Regions from separate parts of the Macaca mulatta genome. Here region 2 is linked to region 1. The links are chromatin contacts, called in public Hi-C maps. All regions are on one chromosome and are shown on one strand. Each heading gives the region's core, a stretch centred on a gene start, on an enhancer-like site or on the middle of the called end of the contact. The rest is flanking DNA. Distances are from core to core; before and after follow the strand shown. Region 1 has its middle 110 kb from the start of MAP3K7. Region 2 holds the start of BACH2 (BTB domain and CNC homolog 2).

The links. Hi-C and Micro-C count contacts between places; a contact is called where the count stands out from the background.
Region 2: a Hi-C map of fetal cortical plate shows a contact between it and region 1, with 3 times the contacts expected there. The contact joins the promoter of BACH2 here to the enhancer-like site in region 1. A contact is called at or near these places in 5 of 14 Hi-C or Micro-C datasets (CD4 T cells, blood, fetal cortex germinal zone and 2 more).

Annotation. Positions count from the first base shown.
Region 1 is chr4:95,487,985-95,492,615 of T2T-MMU8v2.0, reverse strand. No RefSeq gene overlaps it. Among named protein-coding and RNA genes, the nearest start is that of MAP3K7, 110 kb to the right of the region's middle. Within about 2 kb of position 1,810, at least 28 of the 40 cell types and tissues checked have an H3K27ac peak or open chromatin away from gene starts, as enhancers often do. A contact at or near this core is called in CD4 T cells, fetal cortex germinal zone and fetal cortical plate, where this site is marked.
Region 2 is chr4:95,679,346-95,683,434 of T2T-MMU8v2.0, reverse strand. BACH2 (BTB domain and CNC homolog 2) reads right to left here and starts at 2,405. Exons shown (of 7, transcript XM_015136935.3): 1 at 2,045-2,405.

The DNA of each region.
Region 1 (4,631 bases), core at 561-3,060:
GGAGAGAGCCATTGACTTGCCAAGTTTTTATTTTGCCAGGGGACATCATTAAGATATAAATCAACTTCCACTGCTCCCTAAGGGAAACATTTTAGTCATGAAGAAATAGAAAGGACAGAATCTCAAAACAAGCAATTATCTTGTAAACCCCAAATGTAGCTTTATGAAAAACTTACCACACTGTCCTTTTGTGCCCATTTTGATGCAGACCAGTGAAAGAATCATCATGAACAAGCATTTGGGAAATAAACCTAGAGGAAGATTTATAATTCCAGGTTGTGTTTCCATGAGTGAAATTAAGATAATTGATCTTGCGGTATGTTATTTTCAAAATGAATCTAAGAGCTAAGTAAAGTTTCAGTCCAGAGGCACAAAGAAGAAACAGGGATTGCCATTTGATAAAACTAACTGCTGTGGTCTGAATGTTCCCCAGATTCGTGTGTTGAAACTTAATCTCTACTGCATTGTCTTAAGAGGTGGGGCCTTTGGGAAGTGGTTAAGTTGTGAGGGCTCCACCCTCATGAAGAGTTTAGTGCCTTATAAAAGGGTTGGAAGGAGCCAGCTTAGACTCCTCTGTTGCTCTTCCACCACGTGACAACACCTAGATGGCCTCATCTATGAGGAAGGAATGAGCCTTCATCAGACACTGAACCTACCAGCACCTTGATCTTGGACTTCCCAACCTCCAGAACTGGGAGAAATAAATTCCTTTTCTTTATAAATTACCCAGTCTCAGGTATTTTGTTATAGCAGCGGAAATGGACTAGGACACTCACTAAGATGAGGCGAGCACACAGGAATCACTGCATATGTACTGGGTGTGTTGCTGAGCCACCTCCCTCTTCATCTGCGCCACCTCAGCCTTCTGTTTGTCAGGATCAAAACTGATGATTGCTAAGCCTCCTTGGCCCTAGGGATGGGGTCGTTGAGCTGAACCTCTCCTGAACCAGGCCTGTCGGAACTGCATTCAGGTTCCAGGCTGGTGGGGAGGGTCAGCTCACGCTCTCCCTCCTGCCATCTTGCTTGACCTCACCAAAGAATTCTGAACCAGAACACGGGTGTGCAACCTTCTGTGGCAGAGATGGGTGAAGTGAGATGCTATGCCCTGTTAAACGATGTGCTAAACACTAATATCGTGAGTCAAATTCTAACCTTCAATTAGAGAGCCCTGATTTCAAATTCTGGGGTTTGGGCAAGTCACTTCACCTTTCTAATATTCAGCCTTCTTGTTTGAAAATCAGGCCATTTGAACACCTACCTCTTAAAGCCATTGTGAGATTAAACCAGATAATCTACATAAAGTATATAATGTAGCACTTACTGTGTGTCCAATGTGCATTAACTAATATTAATAACATTGGTGCAGGGTGCTCCTTTCTAGAGGCAAGCAGGCTGGATCATCCTAAAAGATGCTTTGAGATGTGTGCTGAACATCATGTTTTGGAAGAAATTTGCTGCTAGTAAATCCCTACCTCTGAGTCTCTGATTTCCTTTTAACAGCGCGTACTCTACGGCTGGTCACAACGTGGAAGGAACTGGAGTGTTTGCAGCCTGAGGAGTTGCTTCTGTAGAGGAGATCTGAAGTGTCGCCTTCTGGATCCGAGAGGCCCTGCTTATTCATAAGGATGGAAATGACTTGGTATTTAAACGGTGGGGAGTCCAGTTAAGCTCTTCTCTCATTCACTATATTCAAGATCCCAGAGTAGGTATCTCCCCAGCAAAACTACACAGCCTCTCGTGAGGCTGGAGAGCACAGAGAAAACTCCAGATTACCAAATACACTGACAGCGACACCACACACTGGAGCTGTGCGATGACTCACCCTGCCCGGGTAAGAAAACTCTCCCGTCACTGCTGAGAGCAGGCAACGTTAAGGGGTCCTTGGAAGGCTGTGCTTGTACTGCCACCTAGTGGTTAAAAAAAGTAAGGCCCGCTCTGGGAAGGGTCCTGGATCCCATAGTCCGAGCTATGCAGTCAATCATTAAGTCAGCATCTTCCTCATGAAAATTTAATAAGATGAATATGTTATTGAAAACTTGGCATGCTAATTTCCTAATTTAATTTCATCATTCCCCCAACAAAGCACTGAAAAGTTTGTGAGAGTCAAAACAGAGTGAAGAGCACCAGCCTAGGGGTTCAAAGTCTCCTTTGAGTGACAACTCCCAGTGTAACTTGGAGGAAGTGGCTTAAACCTTCTGTTTTCTCTAGGAAAAAAATGGAAGTTAATTCCCCAAGTGTACCTCTCAGTAAATGGTTGTGAGGTTGAAATGTGGAGACACTTGTTCTCCTCTTTCTAGCATGCTGCTTCCCTGGCCCCATGTTCTCTGGCTTCTAAGCACACGTTCTTTGCATTTCTTTTTAATTTCTGAATTTGAGCGAAATAGTCTCTGTCTCTGGAGACCCTTTGGTTTCAGAACGTGGGTTTGTTCCCGTGAATCAACTGCTCCAGGAATATCAAACAGTGCTTACATGGGCCCGTTCTCTGTGGGTGCTTTTCTCCTTGACATAGCAACAGTTACACCAGCTCTGCCCCCAAATGTGCCAAGCTCTTGATACACAAAATTTGGGTGTTGTGTTGAAGTGATAGGTTCAAGATCCTAAGGGTCAATAGTCTGTAAACCTACTGTTAGAGAATTTTAAACTTCTCTAGTGTGGTGTGTGAGCGCAAAGGGGCATAGGACGGGAACTCTGAAGACCTTGGTCTACTCTCCAGTGCCCTTTGATTCTGGGCTCCTCACTTAACATCAGCACCCTCATCTGTAAAATGGGACTATATAATAAGAACTTCTCAGGATCGTTAAGGCGATCCAGTGAGGTAATGTTTGAGACAGTTATGTGTAAAACAGAGAGGCCCATACTGGTGTTAGTTACTGTCTTTATGATTGTTCCCTCATTTGGCACCTCTTCTATAGCAATTACGGTACTGGATTTGGGGTAACCACCATTACCTCAGGTTTACCAGGTGTATGCGTTTCCCCCCGCAAGATTTACTGTATTTAAACAATTGATGGATCCACCTACTATCATTATTTGAAGATGATGTAGTCACAGCCTATGTGGTTTTGTGAGCCAGCAAAGAATAGTTTAATGGTTCAATTAGCTCCTTGAGGAGATACATGGTGGTTGAGATATGCCAAATAAGCAGCATGCAACCTCTGTGGGGAGAAAAGAAGTCAGCCGACTTCTTGTGAAGACACAGCTTCCTGCAGAGCCAGATGTAGCTCGCATTTTCCTCTTGCTTGTTCCCAATAGCAGTGCTCAGGGGGGATAAACTTTACTTAACCTAATTAATTTTAATCACAGCTTTCAAATCTCATACTGTGAAAAGAATTACAAATTGGAATACATTAATAGAAGCCATAGTTTATGCTGCAAGCTAATCATGAAATGTGCATTTACATTTTCTGCATGAGTTTGCAATTACCATTAAAATAAAATTCCGTTATGTCCTTTTAAATTACCAAAATGTGAAGAGCAGATTGAGCCAGGCCCATTTTTGTGCTACATTACTAGACGAGTGTCTAAATTCCCAAGAATTAGACGACTTCCTCCCTTTGAGTTGCAGTGAGGAATGATTTCCAGTTGTCTGCCTTGGGCAATTTCCGTTTTTAAATAATAATCTTTTAAACTGATTGTGCAAACATCTCATCCACTTTAACAAGAAGCCCTTTAAATGTAGTACAGAGAAGAAATTTTATGTATATATAAAAATTACGTGTGTATACATACATATATCTACATATGAATGATATATGCATGTAAGTTTTCATTTAAGTTCCATGTAAACTTTTATGGAGGTATACATGGAAGTAAATGCCAGCTGGTTCCCCAGAGAATCTGAGGCATTTAGAGGAAACACAGAAGGTATAAAAATAAAGCTTTAATAAAGAGTTAGTGCCCAAATTAGAATAGAATGGCAAGACGTCTGCAAAGTCAGCATGGCTTTTACTTGTGGAGGACGTGGCCATTTTGCCCCTCTTTCACATGTATCATGTTGCTCGGTCCTCACAGCAGTGATCCTGAGGTGGGCAGCACAGGTGTGATTTGATTGTCCCCATTTTACAGATGATGAGACTGAGAGCACATCAGTGAGGAGCAGTGTGGGTCTTTCAACTCCAGGCGGAGACTCTTTTGGCAGGGAGACTCCCTCCATCTAGAAAAACAATTTTTAAACTATCACAACTCAGTAAGGAGGGACAAGTAGGCATAAGCAGTGACTGACCACCTGCTAACATCATCCTGATACCTAAATAAAAGTGATGTAAAACACCATGGGGTGAATGCACCTTCATAATAAGTTATGCAACTTTGGCTGATTTGTTTGGCCAGCTAGCTGGACTTACGCAGACTTTGGATTTTCAGAAATCTTCTATGTATAATTATGCCTGAGAATGTTCCTAGCGTACTGCTGACTGGTTATTAGGCATGTGCAGAAATAGTACCCCACAACAACAGTGTAAGGAGGGGTAGGTAGTATCTTTTCCTCACTCATGGAATGAGGGCCTTTGTACCTACTTCAGAGGAAGGTTAGATAATTCTTTCATGGCCTGCTTCAGGGCAGAATGGCAGGAGAAGGTCAGAGAGACCTTCCTGCTTCTGTTTTCTAAAATGCTGAGGTGCTATGTATTGTG
Region 2 (4,089 bases), core at 1,156-3,655, 190 kb before region 1:
AGGACGCTGGAAATGGTCAATCAATACATTTCTTTTAAAAACCAGAACACTAGAAGGGAAAACATTTCAGCCACTCAAAGTTTTGTGGTGAAATTATAAACTCCAGAAAAACTGAATTTACAATGGAAATGCTGACAGACCTTTCACTGGAGCAGTTTGAATGCAACACTGTAATTTGGCAATCTCTCTTACAGACTGAAGACTAATTCTAACAAGATGTCATTTTGACTCACGTTTATTATTACCTGTAAGAATGAAAAACGCCGTTTACTCGGGAGGAGCCAGAGAACCAGGGTGGGGCGAGCTCACATTTTAAGCAAGACGCCCGCTGCTTTACCAAAATAGCCCTCTCCGCCAAAGGAGGGGCAGTCTTTCACGCTCAGCTTCTTTCATGTCAGCCCGAGCCTTTGCAGCTCGACATGCCTTTCCTACATGTTACATTTTAATGATCTGAGAAAACCGTTATCAGCGTTAACATCTCTAATTTTACTCTAAACAGACAAAAGCAAAATATCTCATTAGGCATCATCTCCGCCAAGGTTCCCACTAGGCAGGAAAGGATTTTTATCTAAAGTAATTACCCTTTTTAGTTAAATACACTCAACAGATGAAATTTACACAGAGAGTGAGAGACTGCAGCACTAGACAGCGAAGGTGAAACCAGGAACGCCGCGTCTCGCCGTCCGCGGGCCCGCCGGGAGGGTGCGGGTCCATCTCGCGTTCGCGGGTGGGGCGCCCCGGTCCCTCTCTTTTCCCAGCGGCTACGGGTCACGGCGACGGCGGTGACCTGGCGGCAGGCTGCGAGACGCGCCTCCTTGGGCCACAGACAAACCACCCCGGCAGCGGCCGCGCCAGAACTTCCCTCAAGTTGCCAAACTCGCCTACGCGCGGGAGAGTGCTGGGGATGCCCCGCGCGCCCGCGACCCCGGAAGCCAGGAGTGTGCCGCCCCTTCACACTCAATCCCGGCCTTGCCCGCTTCCCCTCACGGTCCGAGTTCCTGCAAATCCTCGGCCAGACTGAGGTCGCGGAGATGCTCGCTCCAGTCTCTCCCCCCGTGGGCACCTGGGGTAGCCCGTGAGCGCCGCCCGCCGCCGTCTCCAGCGGCGCCGGGCTCCCGAACACCCGCCGGGTGAGGGAAGCACAGCGGGGCCACGGAGCGCCTCGGCGCGGGGACGGGGAGGGCAGTGTCCCCTTCATAAACCAGTCTCCTGTGTGAAGCTTCTGGGGCTTGGAGACTGGAGTGTAGGGTGTGTGTTGCACTTTGACTTTATGCAGGATCTGTGGGAGAGGGGGTGCAAGGTTTCCCTCTCAGAAGCCTGGAGCCCTTAGGTCTTAGCTACTCGGGACGCTTTCCGACAACCCGATCTTTCGCTAGGAGAGATTCGACCCAGGTCTGCGCCGCGAGGCCCCCAGCTCGCCTCCTCCTGCGACCCTAAACTTGGGCTTTGATTCCCCGCCGGTCGCGGTGGTCCGGGCCACCCGGCGGCGGCTGACAGCTGAGCGCAAAGGCGCCGCGGCCAAGGTCCTAGCGGAGCAGCCCGGGGCGCGCACGCCGGGGGTTAAGGAGGAGGCCGCCCGACCTTGCGCGGGGATCGCGGGCTGGGGGTCGGGGCACCCGGGCCTCCCTGGGTCGGAGGCAGGGCCGCGGGTCTGACAGCTGCTGCGGCTCGCGCAGACGCGCGCCTCCCTGCAGCCCGCCCTCCCCACGCCTGACTTATTACCCTCTGCTCCTCCTCCCCCTGCTGTTCCAAAACACCCTTCGACGCCAACAAAATACAATGCCGCCTCAGCCGCCGTAAACAGCCGGGCGGGAGAGCGCATATTCAGCGCGGCGCGGCCGCCGGCTCGGCTCCCACCCCCTTAGCGTTCCTAGAAAATGCCATAAAAGCGGGCAGGGCGCGGGGAGGGCGGCTGCGCGCCCGGCGGCAGGGTCTCCCTTCCCGCGCCGCTTCCCCACGCCTCCCCGCCCGCTCGCTCCCCCCGCAAACTTGCCCCGCCACCCCGCCCGGCGCCGGGGCCCGGGGTCCGGGGCCCGGGACTCACCTCGCCGGAGAACTTTGCGTCCTTTTCCGCCTCCTCCGCTCCGCGTCTTCCCGGCTCGCAGCCCCCTCCCGGCAGCCGGCGAGGTGGGCGGTTCGGGGGTCACCGAAAGCTCGCGGAGAGGACGCGCATCACATGGCAGCTCGTTCCCAGCCCCCCGAGTGCGCCGGGAAGGGGGAGGGGAAGGGGCGAGGGGAGGCCGGGGAGAAAGCGAGAGCGGGGCGGCGGCTGGAGTGGGCAGGCGGGGTGGCGAGGGCGGCGGCCGCTCACGTTAGCGCTGTGCGACCGCAGCCCAGGCGTGCACGGCCGCTGCTGCTGCCGCTGCTGCTGCTGCTGCTGAGGCGGCGGCGGCTCGGCGCTGTTTGCTCCGCGCGGCGCGGCTCGCGCTCTCCCCGGAACGCCCACACTCTCAATCGCTACATTGTTGACATTCGGCGCTGACGTCACCCGCTCCCCATTCACAATAACTTTACGGGAGCCGGGCAGCGCACCTCCCCGGCCGCTGGGGCGCGGTACGCCCGGCGACTAGCGTAAGCCGCTCCGCGAATGGCGCTCCGGGGGCTGGGGCGGGGGGCGGGGGGCGGGGGCGGGGGCGGGCGCGCGCGCTCCGCCGGCTCGCGGGAGGGGGCGCGCCTCACGCCGCCGCCGCCGATCTCCCCGCTTTGTGCGGCCGCGCGGCCCGGAGAGCCCCCTCCTCCCGGCCCGGCTGACCGCCCCGGTCTGCCTGGCCTTCCTGGCCGCGAAAGACGAGGGTTGGGGCCATAGCAGAGTGAGAGTGGTGGTGAGTGCTGGTGTGGCACGTGGGTAGGGTCCAGAGCCCTAGGTGCTGCACCTGGGGAAGGAGAGCAGACATCGAGACCTGGGATCCCAGGGTTAGCTAGCGTTTTCCCCGAGGGGCAAGAAAAGATGCTCCACTGGCCACCACAAAGCTGACCGGACTCACTTTTGGGTGGGGACCGGGCGAGTAAAAGCAGCCTTTTGAATGTTGACTTCTGAATGCTTTTCAGGAGGCCCTCCGCCTGCCCCACTGAGCGAACCTTAAGCCCTCAAGCCAGTGTTTTTGGAAAAAGAGCGGTCAATTTCAGGACATTAAAAGCCAACCTCCCCGGCTTCAGCCCCAGCTGCTACTGCCTTCCAGCCACTCTCCCCTGCCTTTCCTTTCTGCGGCTCTTAGGGTGTTGTTACTGCCCTTAAAGGCCATCGTGTGAGTGCCCTGTCAGAAGAAAGCTTGGTGGTGGCTAGGATTTTACAGAAGGTAATTAGGATTTAGGCTGAATGTACATTTGCAATAAAGTAAGGTTGTGTTAGTGTTGTGCTGGTGCCTGCAACTTTACCTCTTGCCAAGGCCAGAAAATTCTGCGACGTTTCCCTAAACACCTATAACTTGGCCCTCTTGTGTACAGGCAGTATTCCATATTATTACATGTGGTGCTGATTTTTAATGAATATTATAAAACTTTGGCTCGCTCTACTGAGAGAAGGATCATAAATCCCCCCTGTAAAACGGGCACTGGCATATGCTGAGGAAGCAGTGAAGCGTCGCCCTGGGAGTCTTGTGATATCATCTTAAGTGTTGCTCTGAACCACCTTCATTTGAGGGCAGAGTTTTGAAAGGCCCCATTTGGAATGTCTGTGTGGAAAGCTAAGTGATGGCTGAAAGCAAGCTGAAGGTGCTGAGCTAATTTTTCTAACACCACTGCACCCGACTGTGAGATTTTCTCTGCTAACCGACCCCACCTTCAGATAAGGAAAAGTCCTAAAGCTAGGAGTAGCCCTCAGTCTCCTGACCTCTGGTCTGGTGCCCCCTAGGACAAAACACTCTGCTTCTGAGGTCCCTGCCTGACCCCTGGCAAGGACAGAGTACAAATTCCTGGTCTGCCCTGGCTAGGCCGTTTCTTATAGTCTTATGGATGGTTCTGTTTCACATTCCTCATTCTTGTAAGTATGTGTTGGTGAGATAACTTTATGCATTTTAGTAGCAGCAATAAATGTTTTTCTCACAATAAGGGATGCTTGAGAGCATCCCTATGAGAGTGGTGTAGATTCAT